Regions from separate parts of the Canis lupus genome. Here region 1 is linked to region 2. Evidence: chromatin contacts called from public Hi-C data. All regions are on one chromosome and are shown on one strand. The core of a region is the stretch at or near the end of the contact, and the rest is flanking DNA. Distances in the headings are between cores, read along the strand shown.

Evidence for each region. Hi-C and Micro-C count contacts between places; a contact is called where the count stands out from the background.
Region 1: a Hi-C map of blood shows a contact between it and region 2, with 5 times the contacts expected there. The contact joins two enhancer-like sites. A contact is called at or near these places in 5 of 9 Hi-C or Micro-C datasets (amygdala, blood, liver and 1 more).

What each region holds. Positions count from the first base shown.
Region 1 is chr21:23,397,201-23,400,890 of UU_Cfam_GSD_1.0, reverse strand. It overlaps ARRB1 (beta-arrestin-1), which reads right to left. Exons shown (of 16, transcript XM_038568610.1): 6 at 2,736-2,795; 7 at 1,845-1,912. Among named protein-coding and RNA genes, the nearest start is that of TPBGL, 32 kb to the left of the region's middle. Within about 2 kb of position 1,395, at least 3 of the 20 cell types and tissues checked have an H3K27ac peak or open chromatin away from gene starts, as enhancers often do.
Region 2 is chr21:23,316,580-23,320,446 of UU_Cfam_GSD_1.0, reverse strand. No RefSeq gene overlaps it. Among named protein-coding and RNA genes, the nearest start is that of RPS3, 16 kb to the right of the region's middle. Within about 2 kb of position 2,601, at least 4 of the 20 cell types and tissues checked have an H3K27ac peak or open chromatin away from gene starts, as enhancers often do.

The sequences.
Region 1 (3,690 bases), core at 146-2,645, 82 kb before region 2:
TTCAGGACCCAGCTAAATACCTCCTCTTCCAGGAAACCTTCCTGGATCAGCTCACTTGATCTTGTCCCGGTCTTAACTCCCACACCAGCGGAGCTGAACCACCCCATGGCAGTCCCTCATGTGGATCTGTGCCTTGGCAGCCAGCAGGATGGCGAGAAAGGAACTATGTTTCACTTCCCACATCCCTTACTTTACTTAATAGTGTAAGCTCCTTAAGGAGCAAAATTTTTATCTCAATTGTTCACTGCTGTGTTTTCAACATCTATGACAGTGCCTGCCATATAACAAATGCCTTCCAAATATCTATTAAATCAAAATCTGCAGAGGGACCCCATGAAAAGGTGGGGGCTCAGAGAGGTGACGGGGTTCAGTGAGGGGGTGTGGATTCAATCAGGGGGATGTAGGCCAGTGACAAGGATGGGGACCCAGTGAATAGATGGAGGCCCAGAGATGAGATGGGACTCAGTGAAAGGGACAGGGGCTTAGGGAAGAAACGAGGATACAAGGATTGGGAGGGGATGGGATCTGGTGAGGCAGTGCCTGCGATGTGCTGGGTGTGCCAGCATCCCCATTTCTCACCTGCACCCCCTAGAACTGGACAGCCAGGCTGAAGGTCTGAGCTTGCCCCTTACTAACTATATGCCCTTGAGAAAATTCACCCCTGGATCTCAGTTTCCTCATCTGTAAAATGGCAACAGTAGCAACACCTACCTCCCAGGGTTGCTGAGAGGATTAAATTAGTTCCTACATGTTCACCACCCTGAATAGTGTCTGGTCCTTAATAGGCCCTTCATAAACGATAGCTGCTATATCATTATCAGTAGTATCTCTGATGTGGACTTAAAATGTCACACTGGCATAGGGTGAAGGCAGTGGCCCTCAGTGTCGTTCCTCTTCCTTGCTCCGGTCAGGCCCCCTTCAAAAACCCACGAACCCCTATCTTTCCCCTGGTCTCAGGTCTGAAGAAGAAAAGGAAGACAGAGAAGCCAGGGAGAAGGGTCCCATCTCCCCACACCTTGGAGTTGCCTGGGCTGGAGATGGAGATGCTCAATACGCTCTTCAGCCGCCAGGTGGCAAACTCAGCCCACTCCCTAAGAAGCCGCAGTGCCCTCCCTCAGCCACCCTCAGCCAGGCTCGGTAGGAATGCGGGCGGCTGCCTGGGGAGGCAGGGTGCATCAGAGTGGGGGGCTGAGGCCAGCCTCGCCTCCTCGCCAGAAGACAGGGCAGGGCCTGCCTTGAGGAGGAACAGGCACGAGAGCAGGGCTGGGCAGTCTATCTCAGAAGTCAGGTCCAGCTGTTTCCAGCTGCCAGTCTGGACTGTCTGCCCAGGGCTGTGCCTCTCTAGAGAACACTACCTCTTCTGACACGTGGGCTGACCCATCCCACACCCCACTGCCGCCCCCACTACCACCTGCTGCTGATGGCTTCCCAGGAGAAGTAGGAAGTAGGGGTTCAGGGTGGCTGGAAAAAACTCTTGCTCACTCTTTAAAATGATCCAAATTTTGTGTTTCTTTCCAAAATAAAATAAAAACATGCAGTCTCATGGGGCAAGACTTGAAGCAGGGTGATGGAGGAGGCAGGTTCAGCATTGTAAAGGGAGAAATCCTGAGGCCTGAGGCCTGAGCCCTAAGCCCCAGACAGTTGAGCCACTTTCTCCAGGAACCCCTCCAGGACTTGCCAGCCTTCCAGAGGGCCCTTCTTGGAGTTTCTGGGGCTGGAATATGCGGCCCCTCCTCACACACTTCCAGGTATTGTTACTTATCTCTTCTCTGACTTTGCTGGTCTTGTCTCTCTCCCTCTGCCAGTAGGCAGCCCACACCCAGCGGAAGCTGTGCCCTTCTCACCGCTTGTGGATCTTTTCCTCCAGGTTCTCGGCACAGAAGGCTTTGACCTCGTAGTCCACACCACAGGCCTGAGGAGAAGGGGCTGCTGACCACAGGGTCCCGACAGCACAGCCATCCCACCCTCTTATTTTACAAACCAGGACCCTGGAGGGGAATAGCAAACTTCACAGGCCAACCGCCCCTCAGCCTGATTCAGGACCCTGTGATCGGCCTCAGCCCCAGTGCTGTGCTGCACCCCAACCCCACCTGGCCTTCCCACAGAGCTCCCCTAGCTCCCCCAACACTGGGTGTCCCAAACTGCCCTAACTGGGCTCCACCCTGCAGACACCTGCCTGGTCTGGGCAGCTGTCCTCATTAAGGCAGCCACTCGGCAATAACAATGGGGGTGCTCAGCAGTCCTAGGAGGGGAGCACAGACTATGTGCAGACCCAACAGTGCTCTGGTGGCTCACTCCACCCTCTAAACTGCAGGAGGAGGCATAGCCTCTCATCTCCATTTTGCAGGTGAAGACAAGGGGGCTCAGAGATCTGGGGCCTGTGACACTAGTAGTGTCACTTCTCTTGGAGCCTCCATTTCTCCACTTGTGAGACCACAGTGAATGGACCCCCATGCAAGGTTGTGAGGCCAAGAGGTAGTCCAGAGAACATTTTGGTTCTGCTGCAGCCAACAGTAAGCCCAGGAGAGACTGCATGTAATGGAATGCGGGGGTGAGGATGACACCCTATCTGCCTGCTGCCCTGTATGAAAAGAGCCGGCTTATCTGAGGCAGTGTTGAAGTGGCTTCCACACAGGGAGGCTTCCACACAGAGTTCCGATGCCTCTCAGAAAGCCAGGGCCCTGGGGATACAAATGTCCTTTACCCGGAGAGAGGCTTCCAGAGACGTGACCCACCTTCCCCGTGTCTTCAGGCCCTGGCTGCAATGTCACAGAGCACGGGAGGTTTGGAGGGATCTGTTAAGAGGACAGACAGGTCTCCTGTCACATTGACCATTGAGCTCCTCATGTTGCCCACCCACCACCCCCACACACATTTATCAGACCAGGGGGCCCTAGCAACAGGCCATGTCTCCCCCATCAGACCATGCCAAGGATGCCCCACACTGGGCCAGAAGCCCTCCAGTAAAGCCAAGGATTTCAGTGCTTTTCTTTATCTAAAGGATTTTGCCTAGGGGCATCTGGGTGGCTCAGTGGTTGACTGTCTGCCTTCGGCTAAGGTTGGGATTCTGGGGTCTGGGGATCGAGTCCCGCATTGGGCTCCCTGCATGGAGCCTGCTTCTCCCTCTGCTGTGTCTCTGCCTCTGTGTGTCTGTCATGAATAAATAAAATCTTAAAAAAAAAATTAAAATAAAGTGTTCTGCCTAGATTGTAGTAGGCAGAACAAGCCCCCCCACCCCCTCAAAGGTGCCCACCTTCTAATCCCCAGAACCTTCAACTGCTACCTTACTTGGCAAAGGGGATTTTACAGGTGTGATTAAGTTAAAACTCTTGAGATGGGGAGAGTAGCCCGAGTTATCCAGGTGTGCCCGATGTAATCACAATGGACCTTAGCAGGGAAAGCAGGAAACAGAAGAGTCGGTGTCAAAGTGGTGGGCTGCAAGAAAGACTGACCAGCCATTGCTGGCTTTGAAGACAGAGGGGTAGGCTTCAAGCTAGGGAACACAAGCAGTTTCTAGAAGCTGGAAAAGGCAAGGCCTAGAGCCTCCAGAAAGAATACAGCCCTGCTGACACTTTGATTTTAGCCCAGTGCAACCTGTTTTTTTGTTTGTTTGTTTGTTTGTTTGTTTGTTTGTTTTGACTTGTAACCTCCAAAACTGTAAGGTCAGAAACTTGTGTTTTAATGGTCACA
Region 2 (3,867 bases), core at 1,352-3,851:
ATCGAATCTCACACCAGGTTCCCTGGAGGGAACCTGCTTCTCCTCCTGCCTATGTCTCTACCTCTCTCTTTGTGTCTCTCATAAACAAATAAACAAAAATTTTTAAAAAAGAAAAGAAAACACTGGAAAGAGTACAGCAAGGCCAGTGACCTTTGACCAGCACCCACAGAAATAACCATGATCCTGTAGGGCTAATGCAGAGCCATAGGAGGGTCCTGGCTCTAACATGGGCTTTGAACAGACACTGGAAAATACGATCACACAGTCATAGGGCAAACACATCCTACTAAGTACTGCCAGGTTGTTTTAGAGTTAGCTGTATCATTTTATTCAACCACAAACGAGGTTTGACAGAGCCAGTATGAGCCAACACGTGACACCAGACTTGAAAATGCTGGCCAGTCTGATGGGTGAAAAATATAATCTCATTGTTTTATTTTGCACTTCCCTTATTACAGCTATTTTTTTCAGTTTTATTGAGATATAATTGACATATGACACTGTGTAAGTTTAAGGTGTACAGTGTAAAAAAAAAATATAAGGTGTACAGTGTAATGATTTGATACACAAATGTATCATTTTACCACTATAAGGTTAGTTAACACATCCATCACCTCATATATTTACCCTGTGTGTGTGTGTGTGTGTGTGTGTGTGTGGTGAGAATTTTTAAGATTTATGCTTAGCAATTTGCAAGTGTACAATATAATATTGTTAACTGCAGTCACTGTGCTGAACTTACTCATCTTATTACTGGAAGTCTGAGTATTTGGCCACCTTCATCCATTTCCCCCACCCCTCAGCTTCTGACTACAAGCAATCTACTCTCTGCTTCTGTGAGTTTGGAGTTTTTTCTTTCTTTTCTCTTTTTTTTAAAGATTGTACATACAAGTAAGATCACACATTAGGGATGCTTGGCTGTCTCAGTGAGAAAGCATGTGATTCTTGGTCTTGGGTTAGTGAGTTCGAGCCAGGCACCCACACTGGGTGTAGACATTACTTAAAAATAAAAGAATTTAAAAAAATCACACAGGGTTTTTTTTTTTTCCTCTGATCTCTTTCACTTAGCATAATACCTGTGAGGTCCATCCATATTGCAAATGCCAACATTTCCTTCCTTCAGTTGAATTATATAATACATACCACATTTCTTTATCCATCCATTCATCAACCGCTACTTGGATTGCTTCCATGTCTTGGCTATTATAAATAATGCTGCAATAAACATGGGTATGAGGATATCTCTTTGAGATAGTGATTTCACTTCCTTTGGATTTCCAGAAGCGGTTCCCTTTTCTCCACATCCTCGCCAAAACACTTTTCTTGTCTTTTTGATAATAGCCATTCTAACAGGTGTGAGGTGCTGCTTTTATCTCATTGTGGTTTTGATTTGCATTTCTCTGATGATGTGTGCTGCTGGGCATCTTTTCATGTATCTGTTGGCCATTTGTTTATCATCTTTGAAAAAAATGTTACAACTGAGAATGAATATCTTCAGGTGTTCATTTCTATTTTTAAGTTAATGAAAAATTTAATCGATATGCGTGCACATTTTATAACATTGAAAAAATGTGGTCAGTGGAGAGCCAGCCTCCTTTGCATGTCTGAAGCCCTGCTTTGCAGTCTCCCATCTGGAGACCATATCCAGAAGCAGTGTCTGGGATTTCCTTTCAGAGATATCCATTCAGTGCACATGTAAGTGCTCACATATATAACCTTCTCTTTAGTTTCTACACAAATCATAACATTTTCCACACAGTTCTGCACTTGGGTCTTTTCTTTTTTAGTATGGAAAGTGGTTCATTCCCCTATATGTAGAGCCTTTTCATTCTTGTTTATGATTTCATAGTATCCCATCTGATGGATATATTACAATTCATTTAAACAGTTCCCTTGTGTTGGGGCACTGGGTGGATCAGTCCTTTAGGCATATGCTTTCAGCTCAGGTCATGACCTTGGGATCCTGGGACACTGGGATGCAGTCCCATCACCATCCTGCTGGGCTCCCTGTTCAGCGGGGAGCCTGCTTCTATCTCTCCTCTGCCCCTCCCTCCACTCATGCTCATGTTCTCTCTCTCTCAAATAAATAAATAAAATCTTTAAACAGTTCACTAGTGTTGGACACTTTTGGGGCTTCCGATCTTTTGCTACAATGCATGATCTTGTGCCTATACAGTTTTTTACTTAGAGGAATATATTTGTAGGTAATTTGCCAGAAGTAGAACAGCTAGGTCAAAGGGCAGGTGTACGGAAAGCATTTAAGTTTGTAACCAAACTGGATTCCGTATCAATTTGCTGATTATGTCATTTCATGATTGTAAAGAAACTCATTTATTTTTTAATTCACAGGAAAAATATAGCATAATCATTGTCACTGATGATAAGAAACCATGATTTATAAAACATCTACTATGTTTCAGGCACTTTACACATAGTGCCAAAAGCATTCATGACACGTATGAGGAATAGTGAAGTAACCCTTCTCTTCAAGGTATCCATGAAGTAAGTGGCAGAGCCAGATATCAAACCTTGGCCCATCTGGCTCCCTCCCCTGGGCCTGGGCCTTGTCACCAGGCTGGAGGCTGACACCCTGGAATGAGGAACTATGTCCTAGCATGGCTCACAGTGATGTCACGTGACAGGTGTCCAGCTGGAGGCCTGAACCCAGTGCCTGGGAACATAGCCCAGGGAGCACGGGACAGGTCATGGGTGGGGGTGGAAGTGGTGCTGAAGTGGCTGAAAAGACTTCACAGAGGTGAGAGCTTTTAAGATGAGGACTAAGGGTTGAAGGAATAAATTTTGCTGGTGAAAAGTAGAAAGGATGGCCCACGCTCAAACTCTGGAGCCAGACTGTCTGGATTTAAATCTTCTGCTACTTCTTAGCTTTGTGACCCGTCTTTTCATGTGCAAAATAGACTCTAATTCATAAAGTCATTATGAAAATTAAATGTCTTAAAGCATGTCAAAAAGAAAAAAAGAAAAATACCTGAAACTTTGCAAGCATTCAAAAGCATTAGCCATGTATTAGCAAATAACTAAATCATGTTTAAAGGGATTTTAATTGGCTGGGTCCCACTGGTATTGATGGGATTCATTTAGCTGAAGGTGGCAGGAGGTTATGTCATATGAGCCTGATTGAGGAACCACACATAAGGGTTTGATCAGTGCAGTGTCAGGCCCATCTGGCAGCACAGCAGCTGAGAGAGTTCCCAGAAGTTTACATATTTTGCCAAAAAATAATTGTTTAAAAGTGTTGAAATGCTGTCATGCAAATGTCACTTTTTTCAGAGTTAACATTGATTTAGCTCTTATGTGCCAGGCACTATTATAAGTCTATCATGGAATCCTCACAACAAGCCTATCAGGTAAGTACTATTTTGAGGAAACTCCAACTGAGCTTTAAGCCATTTGCCTGCCCAAGGCCATCACATCTGATATCTGCACCAGGCTCCATGAGACCAGAGTCTGTTCTCCTCTCTGAGGATCTCCCTCTCTCAATGGGCAACTGGATCTAGAATCAAGTTGTTGTCTTCTCAATCACTGTGCTCTTTTGAACCCTTATACCTCCTCAAGCCTGAACAGCTCTGGTCTCAGACTGGAGGGGAGCCATGGAGGGTTCCTAACCTGGGACATGACACATTGACTTACATTTTAGGAAGTAGCAAGAAATGCCCTGACAGGTGAGGAGAGAGACCACAGTGCCCTGGGGGAAATAATTGTGGCAGGTGTGTGGGGGGAGGGTGTGGGAGGGGCTGTAGGTCAAGGCTGTAGGCAGAGCCAGGAAAGGTCCTTGGACTGGCCTCTCTGGGACCGCTAGAATCCTCATAAGACACTTATCCTGCTAGAGGATCGAAATTAAATGCCTAT